Regions from separate parts of the Mus musculus genome. Here regions 2 and 3 are each linked to region 1. Evidence: chromatin contacts called from public HiChIP or PLAC-seq data. All regions are on one chromosome and are shown on one strand. The core of a region is the stretch at or near the end of the contact, and the rest is flanking DNA. Distances in the headings are between cores, read along the strand shown.

Region 1 (3,660 bases), core at 388-2,887:
TAGACTCTGATTTTTGGGTGTTTGTTTTGTCGTTGTTGCTATGGTAGTTGTTTCTAGTTATTTCATTGTTTTGTTTTGTTTTGTTTTCCTTTTTCTTTGAGACAAATGTGGCTATGTAGCTCAGACTAGCCCCAGATCCTACATGGCACATATTGGATGGCCTCGAACAAGGTGTCTTGCTTCAAATGCCTGAATGCTAGAAATCCAGGTACATCCAGGTCAGAAATCCCTGTATTTGTCCATGTCCGTGTTTCTCAACAATGGCCAAGTAGATGTGTGCCCCTCAGGAAACATCTGGCAGCATCTGGCCCTATGGCAGTGCCTAGGAACAGTGATAGGCTTCTTGCAAAGCAAGAGACAGCTGCCCCCAGGACTACAAATTCCAGGCCCCAGAATGAAGGCAGCCCTATTACAGCCCTATAATTAACAGGATACATTCCTACTGGGGAAAGCTGGGAACTTGAGGAGAAAAAAAAATGTCTTAGAGGTGACAATGGTTTGTGATATTTAAGGGATGTAAACTTAAGGGAGCCTTCCCATCCTCTGAAGGGCTCTGGGAGTCTGGGCTCTAACAATATAGCCCAAACTCCGGTCCAAGTCATGCATTTAGCATCTCTTGTTTCCTATAGGTCCTGGCCCCTCAGTTTCCCCATTTCGGAAATAGGAGTCTTCCTCCAGAACAGCTCCAGGCAAGAAGAGCCCATCAGCTGGGCAGTGGTGACACACGCCTTTAATCCCTTCACTTGGGAGGCAGAGGCAGGTGGATTTCTGAGTTTGAGGCCAGCCTGGTCTACAGAGTGAGTTCCAGGACAGCTAGGGCTACATAGAGAAACCCTGTCTCGAAAAGAAGGAGGAGGAGGAGGACTACACATCAGGCTGGCTCTTGCATTACAAACAAGCCTCCATGGAAATGGGGACAGGAACGGGGAATAGCCACTAAAACTGTGAAAGGAGAGCATAAGGCTAGACCGCAGTGATTGGTGACTGAAACACTGTTTCTAACACAGCCAGCACTCTTTCGCCATGCTCTTCTATCTCAGGACACACATTCTTTGAAGAAATGCTGGCTGACAGCCTACACCCAGCAAGGTGCAGAACGCCCTTAACTCCCTCAGCCTGCCTCAACTCCCAATGGAAAACTCGAATCCTTGGTTGGTTAGTATTTAGGGGCTGCTTCAAGAGAATCACTTAGCCCAAGTCGGTAGCCCCAGGCCACCACTCCACAGAGCCCTGGAATCTCCTCTCTCCGCTCCAGGGTGGCTTTTCAGGGGTGTGCTGCTGCAGGTGATGTTCGCTCAGGGCGAGGAAGGGGTGGGTAGGACCCAAGAAGCCGGGCCACCGCGGAGCAGGCACCACAGTCAACTTTTCCCTCTGCAGCCAGTACGTTACGGCGCCACCAGGGCTCGCGGCCACGCGTGGAGAGTGTAAACTCCTGCGGGCTCAGTGCTCCTGGCCATCGTCCAGTGCCCACCCTGCTCCGTCCCTCCAGTCCCGCTCATCACTCACCTCCGCCATCCTCGAGTGGCCGTGGGGCCCGGGACCTCGCTTCCTCAGTGGGAGCCCTCGGCCAGTGGCCAGCAGGGCGGCCAGCAGCATCAAGGCGCGCGGGAACCGTGCTCGGCTGGGCGGTGGCCGCATCGTGTCCCTTCCAGGCTGCTCTGCCAGAGCCGCGGGGCTCGGGAGCGCGTTCGCGCCCCGCCTCGCCTCCTCCTGGGGCGGGAGCGCGGGCTGCGGCGCAGGCTCCGTCCAGTCGCGCGGGGACCTCGCGAGGAGCGGCGGGAGCGCGCGCTCGGGTGCGCGCCGCCGGTGAGCAGGGGTCTGCGAGCGAGGTCAGTGGCCCCATGTCTCTCTACCCCCCTTCGCCCTCCCCAAGGGGCCCCTCGGCGCTCGGGGACTCGTCCGGGCTCCGCGGGGCGGCTCCTTTGATCTGGCGGCCACCCCGCCCTCAGTCCCCGCCACTGTCGCCGTCGCGGCCCCAAGCGAATTCCTGTCCCGGGAAAGTTGCGGTCCCACGAGGGGCTGCTGAGGGGCGAGAAGGCTGCGGCGCCACAGGAGCGCTCCTCGACAGCGCGGGCGACAGCCTCCCAAACTAGCCCGGGCCTCACAGGCAGGGACGCGCGACTGACCGGCGGCGAGCGGTGGGAGACTTTGGAACTTAGGCAAAAGTGTGCGTGCAGCCAGGTAGGTTTGCGAGGGACTTTGGAAGTTCAACAGCGTCGCCTGGGATGAGGAGCCCGCCGCCACATTGCGGTCCCAGCTCCCGATCCCCTTTCAGCTTTTAGGACTGTCAGACCCAGGAGACCACACAAGCCACAGTCCCAGAACAGCGGGTGTGCTGTGGTGGGGTAAGCCTGAGTGCAGGGGTCGGAGGATCCGTCCTGCAGCTGGTGTCGCTGATCCTTAGGACAGCCCAGCCCTTTCGGCCAGACCTTCGGGTTGGATCTTCACAGTAAGCCACTCACTGAACGGCGACCTTTGGGCAACTAGAATTCCGGAGCAGTGGCTTAGACCAGGTGGTAGGATGAGAATAGGAGAGAATGAAATCAAGGTGATACCTACCTGGGATGGCGGGAGGAGGGAGCCTGGAAGCGAACCTGGGGGCAGTGGAGAGGGTGGCTATTATGACCAAGCTGTGGTCTACGACTGCTCAGGGGTGCCTGAAGTAGAGTGGAAATCTCAGAGCTGCGCTGGGTTTTGTTTTGTTTTGCTTTTACTTGGTCTTGTTTTGAAATTACCCCTGCTCTCCACAGCAGCAGAATTGAATGGTGACGCATTGCATTGGGTGACAGCCTGCTTGTGGGGTCCTGTCAAAGGGGTTGAATATTGGCAGTTTCGCATGATCCAAATTAAGAAGATGGCTGCCTGGTACGTGATAAACACCGAGAACAGAATTTTAGCCAGGGAGCGGCTTCTAAATTAAGCTGAATTCACCGGACTAAAGGTTAAGCTTTACATTTAAAAAAAAAAGTTTATTTATTTTATGTATATGCGTATACTGTCGATGTCTTCAGACACACAACAGAGGAAGACACTGGATCCCATTACAGATGGTTGTGAGCCACCATGTGGTTGCTGGGAATTGAACTCCGGATCTCTGGAAGAGCAGCCACTGAGCCATCTCTCCAGCCCCCTCTTTTTTTTTTTTTTCTTTTTGGTATAAATATTTTCACATCTACCGCCAATATTTTAGCCATACTTTTGACACTTTTTACCAGATTAAAAGTGACTTTGAAGATAATGAGCTTGTTGGGCATTCATTCATTCATTCATTCATTCTGTTTCCATGTCAATAACTGCTACTCCACTCCAAGCCACGCCCTCTCCTCTCCAAGCTACGCCCCCTAGTCTGGACTGTCTGAATACCCAAACGGGCTCTGTTGGACCCACTTCTGACCTCATATCACTCCCACCATTCACTGCCATGAAACTTATATCTTTTCTAATTTTGACCAATTTCATTAAGGCACAGTTCAAATGTCATAAACCATATCCATTTTTTAGGGGTTGGAGTGGCTAGTCAGTGGTTAAGAGTGCTGGCGGTCTTTACCAACACCCACAGTTGTAGTGGTTTATTTTTTAAAATTTTGTTTATTCATTTAATTTTTGAGATAGGGTCCCACTATGTAGCTCTGGCTGTCCTGGAACTCACAGATACACTCC
Region 2 (3,577 bases), core at 972-3,471, 150 kb before region 1:
TTTCATTGACAGCAGCCGTAATTAAATCATATGAGACAAACTGAACAGATGTGGTTTCTGCCTCTGTCAGCCATGCTGATCTGAGTAGCTAATAGAGTTGTGGATTAACATGAAACATCTGCCAGAAACCAAGGCAATGCATGATGGAGGGGTAATAAAGCCAATTGGGAGAGAAAGCCCTTCATCAATGTCCTGGACAGCCAGGCAGTGGTGGTGCACGCCTTTAGTCCCAGCACTTGGGAGGCAGAGGCAGGCGGATTTCTGAGTTTGAGGCCAGCCTGGTCTGCAAAGTGAGTTCCAGGATAGCCAGGGCTATACAGAGAAACCCTGTCTCAAAAAACAAAACAAAACAAAAAACAATTCTCTCTTTCTCCTCTAAGTCTAACCCCAAAGCCAGATAAGATTCAGACGGGCCACCTAAGACAAGTGGCAGCTGATGATGGACAACCACACGTGCCAAGAATGTACCTAGGATGCCCTAACTGCATTTGACCTGGGCCATTTCTTAGGGCTGTGCTTGCAATAAGAGATATGGCAATGTCTCCTATGAGAACAGAGCTAATTAAGGCTTGTGAGTGTTAAAATAGATTTCCCAAACTCGTTAGTCCTTGGCCATTATGTAACCCACTGTGGGTACACCTATCTCTTTGGGATACAGTCATGTATAGTAGGATTTGACAGGGGGTGGAAGAACCTAACTCTAAAGGTGCTGATATTCATTCCCCTTCCTGTGATTACGCCTTTGTGTTTAACCCAGTAGTTACAGCTCCCAACAGTCATAAAATGCACCTAATTTATTAATTAGCTTCACAGTAATTTATTAGTTTCCTATAGGAGCAGCCCTGTCAGTGTGTTTGCTTGCTCTTGAGTAAGATCCACTTGTGACACCTTCTATGCTAAGTTTCTGTTTGGTGATATAGAGAAGATAAAACATCCCTTCCAGCTAAAGATCAAGTAACTCTGTGAGCTTGGGAAATGGAATTGAACCAAGCCTCAAGCCACCATCTGTATCATACAAAGTAAGGCCTAGAAAATAATTCTCACAGGATAACACCAGACCTGTTGCTCAGAATCTGTGCCGCCATCTCCCGATACCCAAACTATCCTTACTCTATAGGAATCTTTTTCTTTGAAAATCACGCTTTGGGAAAATTATGTTCTACGAATTTACTAATTTCTCAGCCAAGTTCAAAGAACCTCTGAGTATCACCATTTTAAAGCCAGGTGACTAGAAGACATGAGGACAACTCCTGCAAACTCCGAGTGTGGGACCCCCACCAGGGCAAACCTATTCTCCGAGGTTTGACACACCGGAAAGCTTTCCCCAGCCACCCCCTACTCCCCTCGAAATACAACTGAGTTTCTCTACCGCCAAGGACCTGTCGTGCCTCCGATGAATCCCGCCCACTTCGCGCCCTCAAGCCAATCAGAGGGTGGCGTCACTCCCTCTCAGTTGCCATGGTGCCCGCCAAGTCCTTTCCGCCACTTACCAGATGTGAGCAGGCTGGTCCAGCCGGTGAAAGCGGGTGGCAAAGGACAGCAGCGTCACCACAGCCAACGTGGCCCACCACCCTGCCGCCTGGAAGCGCCGCGAGCTCCAAGCAGGCCGTTTAAGTTTCCGTGCTGCAGCCTGGGGGACCACGTCTCGGCTCACGGCTCTGGCAGCCTGCGGCACACAGCGGCCCCTACGGGGACGCAGCTCGGAGCCCGCTAGGCCACCGCCTATGGCCGGCGGCATCCTCCCCTTCCGAAGGATCACCCTCCGGGCCGGAGGCACGCCGGGTCTTGTCCGCTGCCCCGTCAAGGGGTCATAAGAAGGCGTCTCGAGGTGCCATGGGATTTGTAGTTCCCTCCGTTTGCCGCGGAGCGCCGGGCCCCGGGCTCTGGGCGGGGCGGAAAGTGTGGTGGCCGCCCGGGCAGCTAAGAGGCGGCCTGAGGCGTAGAGCATTGCGGGAGGCGGAGGGAAACCAAGGACTGACAAACTCGAGTCGGCTCATGAACTACAACTCCCAGCAGCTCAGGGGGCGGGGGCGGGGCCAGCCCGAAGGAGGGAGGCCATCTAGTCCAACCTTCGCTCTCTGGACCCCGCTAGGCCTCAGTCATCTTCTAGTCCCGAGAGCTGACTTTCTTGGCCGGCCGACCGGGCGAGATGCAAGCCGGGAAGGTCTGTGCCCCACGTCCGGGGATGAGGGTCTCTCCTGAGAAACGCGGAGAAGAGCTGTGGGGGGGGGCGGGGCTGAGAGCTCGCTTCTTCGCGTGGCGCCACAACGACTCCCGGCGTGCACCTCGGCGCCCGCTCACTCTACACCTGCGCGCTGGCCGCTGAACCTTATGGTGGTGGTAGATTGGGCCGGGAAGGCTAAACTTGGAAGCTTTTGAGGGGCGTCCAATCGCGCTTTTCCCTGCTTCGGGTAGACAGACCTCTTCTAGGGCTTTCAAACATGGTTCCCTACTTTGCAGTTTCGCGGCGCCCTTCGTATGTCTCTCAGGGGACCTGGTGGTCCAGGCATGCACCAAAGGCAAGGGGGAAAGATGTGACTCTTTAACGACGTTAATAATCACTTGTAGTATCTGCTCAGGTTTCTAGTTTTGTCGGTTTGGCTCTAAGAAACGATCTTGCTGTGCAGCCCAACCTGACTTTGAACTTTGACTCTCCCGCCCCCGCCTTCCAAGTGCTGGGATTCCAGGCTGTGGCATATGGAGCGTCCAGGGTTTAAGTCGAACTTCTTTAGTCCACCCTAGAGCCATTTGTATTTAAGCCATTGCTGGAATGGAGCTGCGAGTGTGTTTTATAAGAGACTTAAAATTGAGTCTCTTAGGAGGGCCGATATGTAGGAAGGCGGCACATTAGATGCAAAGGACATTGCATCCGGTTAATATAGATTTTCCACATACAGATGTGATTTTTCAGGATTTTAATCATGTAAGAAATGGTATAAAAACAGCTAGGGATGTACGCAACTCTGACGTAGCTCCTAGCATGGGCCGAGTCTCCCACAACAGAAAAACTGCAAATTTAAAGTCGCCAGAATGCATGTTTGAGTTGGAAACATGATCCTTCCCGGTGCTAATTAAACGGACATTCTACTTGATATTAAAAAGTAGCTGTTCAAGTGCAAAAATCGCCAGGTGGTTTGCTGTTAGTGCTTAGCTGTGATTTCTCTCCCTGTTTATCTAAAAGCACATAGGAGACAAGCCTCCAGATGCTCTGCAGAGAGGGTTAGGATTGTCTTTATCAGGTTAACTGATGTGGGAGAGTGACACCATTCCCTGGGTTGGGTCTGGCTGGGCCCATAATAAGGGGGAAGTCAGCCAAGCACCAACACACAGCATTGTTCTGTTTCATGCTGTGGATGCATAGGTTACTTACCAGCTGTTTCAGGCTGCTCTTCCCCCAAACCCCACCCCACCCCCACCCCAGGTGACTTACTACATCTTGAATTATAAGCCAAAATAAACCACTCTTCTTTAGACTGCCTTTGTTGGGGCATTTTATCATAGCAGCAGGAAAAGAAACTAAAATGATATATAAGAAAAAAAAATAATAATAGATGTAGGGTAAGATTCCAGCTGGGTG
Region 3 (3,850 bases), core at 281-2,780, 170 kb after region 1:
CCAGCCAGTACATTTGGCTTTTAATTCCAGGTTAAAACCCACGAGAGATGTCAAGGCAGCTAGTGAAATCCCACAGACAATCAAGAGCAAGAGGGACTTGCTTTCTTGCAGAGAAGGAAGGAGGGAGGCAAGCAGGCAGGCAGGCTAGGCACCATGTAAGCTGCTTGCTGGTTGGCAGAGTGGCTTATACTCATCTAGCTTATACTGTTCAGGATATCCCGCCTAGGGAATGGAGCAGCCATTAGTGGTTTGGATCTTCCTGCATCTCTTAGCAAGAAAAACAATCCTTTCCAGACATGTCCATAAGCCAATCTGTTCTAGGCAATTTTTTCACCTGATATCTTTTGACCAGGTGTTAAGCAGACAGTTAAAGCTAACCAGGTCAGTGTTATTCTGTTTTTGTTTTTAAATCCTGGCCTTAAACTACCTATACAGACCTGATTGGCCTTGGAACTCTGAGATCCTCCCGCCTGCACTATTTTCATCCGTGTACCCACTTGTCCATCTTCCCGGTTTAAAAAAAATTTTTTTTTCATTCTACATATACTACCTCTAGGGCAAAGCAGGACAACAAACCTTAATTCATATAACCAAAATATTCTTAGGATTCATATTGTTATGAGCCAGGAAAAAATATGAGAAGTGGGTTTAACAGGTACAATCCAAGGCCCTAAAGTGAATACCTTCTTTAAAATCAGACTTTTCCAGCTGAGTTTGCATGGAAAGTTTTTCCACTTACAGCAGTTGGGAGTTACATAACTTTTTGGAAGTCTCCCACTTAGCATTTTCTTTTCCTTAAAGGTTGGAAACACTTTACATACAGTAACCAGGGCAACCAGGAACAGCAAAAGCCGGAGGTGGTTCTATGTACAAAAGAAATTCTAAGATCCAAAGTTAAAAGGTGGAGCGGCGCGCATTTAGTCAACAGCAGCCCCTACTGCTGTCAATTAAAAAAAAACTTGGTCGGTTCTCGGACGTTCCCAACTCTTTGTTTTTTTGTTTTGTTTTTTTTTTTTTTTTTGCAAAAATCTTTGTTTCGGGAGAGAGAGAGTAGCAGGAGAAAATGAGAAGCACAAAACATACAAGCGGCTGGAAAGCCTCCCACGAGACGGGCGAGCTTTGCTTAGCGGGGTTAAATAAGCCGCGGCTTCGCAGTGCAACCATCTCAGCCCGCAGTCCACAAGGCGCTCGTCAATCTACCGCGCCGCTTACGCGAAGCACATGTGAGGTCCTCGCGGCGAGGCCATGTCAGGGCTCTCGGAACAGGGGGGGGCGAACTCAACCCGGGAAGCCCCGAAGGAAAGACCCCGGCTTCGGCGCGGCCTAGTCGCGGAGGAAGCCCGAGAGAGGTTCCAGCCACGGTTTTGACTAAGTTACTTCTGCGCCTCAGGCCAGGTCACAGCCCGAACAGTACGGGCAGAAAGGAAAAGATGTGTACTCCAGACCCTTCCGTATCGAGGACCCAAATCAACAACCCACCTGGTGAGCGCCATCTTCTTCCGCTTCTTCCTGCGCAGGCCACAACGTCGCCGGGCGAGTCTTGCCCGGGAACGAGGAACACAATGGAAAAATGCTCACTGCGCAGGCGCTCTGACCGAACGGCCCTCTGGGCCTTGTAGTTCTTTGAGAGAGACTTGTGACAGCCAGTCTGTTGAAAGTGCGTTAGCAACAACTACCTTAGCATACGAAATTCCTTACTTCTGTAGATTTTACAGGCTACAGGGTCTCTGTTTAACATGTCAGTAGTGATAATACAAAATATGATATAAAGCCTTATTTTGGGACGCTAATACTATTATCCAACTCTGCTTTAAGGCCGCTACACATAGTACTGCTTAAGAGTTTTGAATAGGATGCAAAGTCTGGCTGATCCCCCACTATAAGCCACCCTCCGTGCATATAGTTAATCGTTGTGTTAACAGTCATCTACTTTAAATTTTGCTTCACGAATGAATTATTTAAAAAACAGTGTGGGGTGTGGCAAATAAAGAAGATGCTAGAAATTAAGATCAATGAGCGTAGATTTAGTTCAGCTGATAATTTGGAGCTGAAGTAGGACTGAGACAGGTAAGAAAGACAATTATTTCTTTCTGAGATAGGGTTTTTCTGTGTAGTCCTGGCTGCCTTGGAACTTTTCCTATAGACCAAGCTGGTCATGATCTGACATCAGCTTGACACTGCCTCCTAAGTGTTAGGATCAAAGGTCTTTGCCACTGAATGCAGCTCAAGAAAGACAGTTCTTAGTCCAGCAGTTGAGGCACATGCCTTTAATCCCAGAGGTAGATCACTGTGAGTTCAAAGCCAGTCTGGTCTACAGAGCTAGTTCTAGGATGGCCAAGACTACACAAAGAAACCCTGTCTCAAAAGACTAAAACCAAACTGTCTTAGTGTACCCATTACTGTGAAAAGATGCCATGACTGAGGCAACTTTTATAAAGGAAAATATCACTTGTAGCTGGCTTAAATTTTCAGGGGTTCAGTTCATTATCATTATAGCAGCATCCAGGCAGACATAGTGCTGGAGAAGGAGCTGAGAGTTCAGCAAGCCAATTTGAAGGCAGTAAGGAGAGACTGCTTGTCTCACTCTGGGCAGAGCTTGAGTAGATATAGATCTCTTCAAAGTCCTACATCCACAGTGGCAAACCTCCTCCAACAATGCCATACCTCCTGAGAGTACCACACCTTGCACTAAGCATAAGTAAATCACCACGCCAAACAAACAAAAGGACTCTTCTTGCCACACACTGGTTTTCTATGGTAATGAGAGACTAAAGAGGCTACTGAGGGCAATGTTAAAATAATGAATGTGGGAAATCAGAAAGGCATAGCCCAAAACCTAGGATGTAGGATTGAAAGAAAGGGATGGATATGTATTCTGACAGTCAATTCTCATTTTCCACAGAGACATATCGTTTGGGGTGCTTGTACCCTGATGATCCCTAATCATCCCATGGTTATATAGAGAACAGCAATTTTACTACAACACAATTAAGAGAGTAGATCTGGCTGGGCAGTGGTGGTGCACACCTTTAATCCCAGCACTTGGGAGGCAGAGACAGGTGGATTTCTGAGTTTGAGGCTAGCCTGGTCTACAGAGTGAGTTCCAGGACAGCCAGGGCTACACAGAGAAACCCTATCTTGAAAAGCCAAAAAAAAAAAAAAAAGAAGAAGAAGGAGGAGGAAGAGGAGGAGGAGAAAGAAGAAGAAGAAGAAGAAGAAGAAGAAGAAGAAGAAGAAGAAAAGAGAGAGAGAGAGAGAGAGAGAGAGAGAGAGAGAGAGAGAGAGAGAGAGAGAGAGCTCTGTAGAACTGATTGGGTGACACAGTGGGTAAAGGCCCTTGCTGCCATGCTTGACTGCCTGCGTACAGTCTCACATACATGGAGAAATCAGAATCTCTCAGGTTGTTCTCTGACCTACTCATGCGTGTTGTGGTAGTTTTACACACACAGACTCATACACTATATGTAACAAAACTTAATTTATAATTCTAGGTATACGGGGTATTTGTCTGCATGTATATATGTACCACATGCATGCCTGGTGCCCGAGGCTAGAAGAGGATATTGGACCCCTTGGGTACTACAGTAGCAGATGTTCATAAGCCACTAATGTGGGTGTTGGGAATTAAACACAGGTTCTCTGGAAGAGTAGTCAGTGCTCTTAACTGATCTCTTCAAACCAATAAAGTTTATTTTTAAATGACTTGCCATAGTCAGTGATTTCCTTTAAGTATGTACAGTGCGAGTTTGGTTCCTATGTGCTGGATTTTCATGAGTTTCCCTATGTCATCTGGTTCTGGATTTTGGTAAGCTACCTACGTTGTCTGTGTTTCAGCCCACCGCCAGCAATT

Evidence for each region. HiChIP or PLAC-seq counts read pairs in DNA pulled down with a chosen protein or histone mark.
Region 2: an H3K4me3 HiChIP or PLAC-seq map of embryonic stem cells shows a contact between it and region 1, with 17 read pairs. The contact joins the promoter of Pomt2 here to the promoter of Ism2 in region 1. A contact is called at or near these places in 11 of 39 promoter capture datasets (the 3T3-L1 cell line, 3T3-L1-derived adipocytes, the C10 cell line and 7 more), 2 of 484 Hi-C or Micro-C datasets (both in bone marrow-derived macrophages), 11 of 115 datasets of contacts at active chromatin or transcription factors (the 230-238 cell line, bone marrow-derived macrophages, double positive thymocytes and 6 more) and 4 of 9 other capture datasets (adipose tissue, liver, macrophages and 1 more).
Region 3: a contact with region 1 is called in an H3K27ac HiChIP or PLAC-seq map of embryonic stem cells, with 5 read pairs. The contact joins the promoter of Snw1 here to the promoter of Ism2 in region 1. A contact is called at or near these places in 2 of 39 promoter capture datasets (macrophages and pre-B cells), 1 of 115 datasets of contacts at active chromatin or transcription factors (embryonic stem cells) and 3 of 9 other capture datasets (adipose tissue, liver and pancreatic islet).

What each region holds. Positions count from the first base shown.
Region 1 is chr12:87,298,068-87,301,727 of GRCm38.p6, forward strand. It overlaps Ism2 (isthmin 2), which reads right to left and starts at 1,638. Exons shown (of 6, transcript NM_001290302.1): 1 at 1,507-1,638. The coding sequence starts at 1,638. Gm51956 (a long non-coding RNA gene) reads left to right here and starts at 1,010. Exons shown (of 4, transcript XR_003950111.1): 1 at 1,010-1,284; 2 at 1,378-2,181; 3 at 2,276-2,449; 4 at 2,751-3,238.
Region 2 is chr12:87,145,681-87,149,257 of GRCm38.p6, forward strand. Pomt2 (protein-O-mannosyltransferase 2) reads right to left here and starts at 2,222. Exons shown (of 21, transcript NM_153415.4): 1 at 1,491-2,222. The coding sequence starts at 1,948. Gstz1 (glutathione transferase zeta 1 (maleylacetoacetate isomerase)) reads left to right here and starts at 2,027. Exons shown (of 9, transcript NM_010363.4): 1 at 2,027-2,164. The coding sequence starts at 2,150.
Region 3 is chr12:87,470,769-87,474,618 of GRCm38.p6, forward strand. Snw1 (SNW domain containing 1) reads right to left here and starts at 1,531. Exons shown (of 14, transcript NM_025507.2): 1 at 1,480-1,531. The coding sequence starts at 1,493.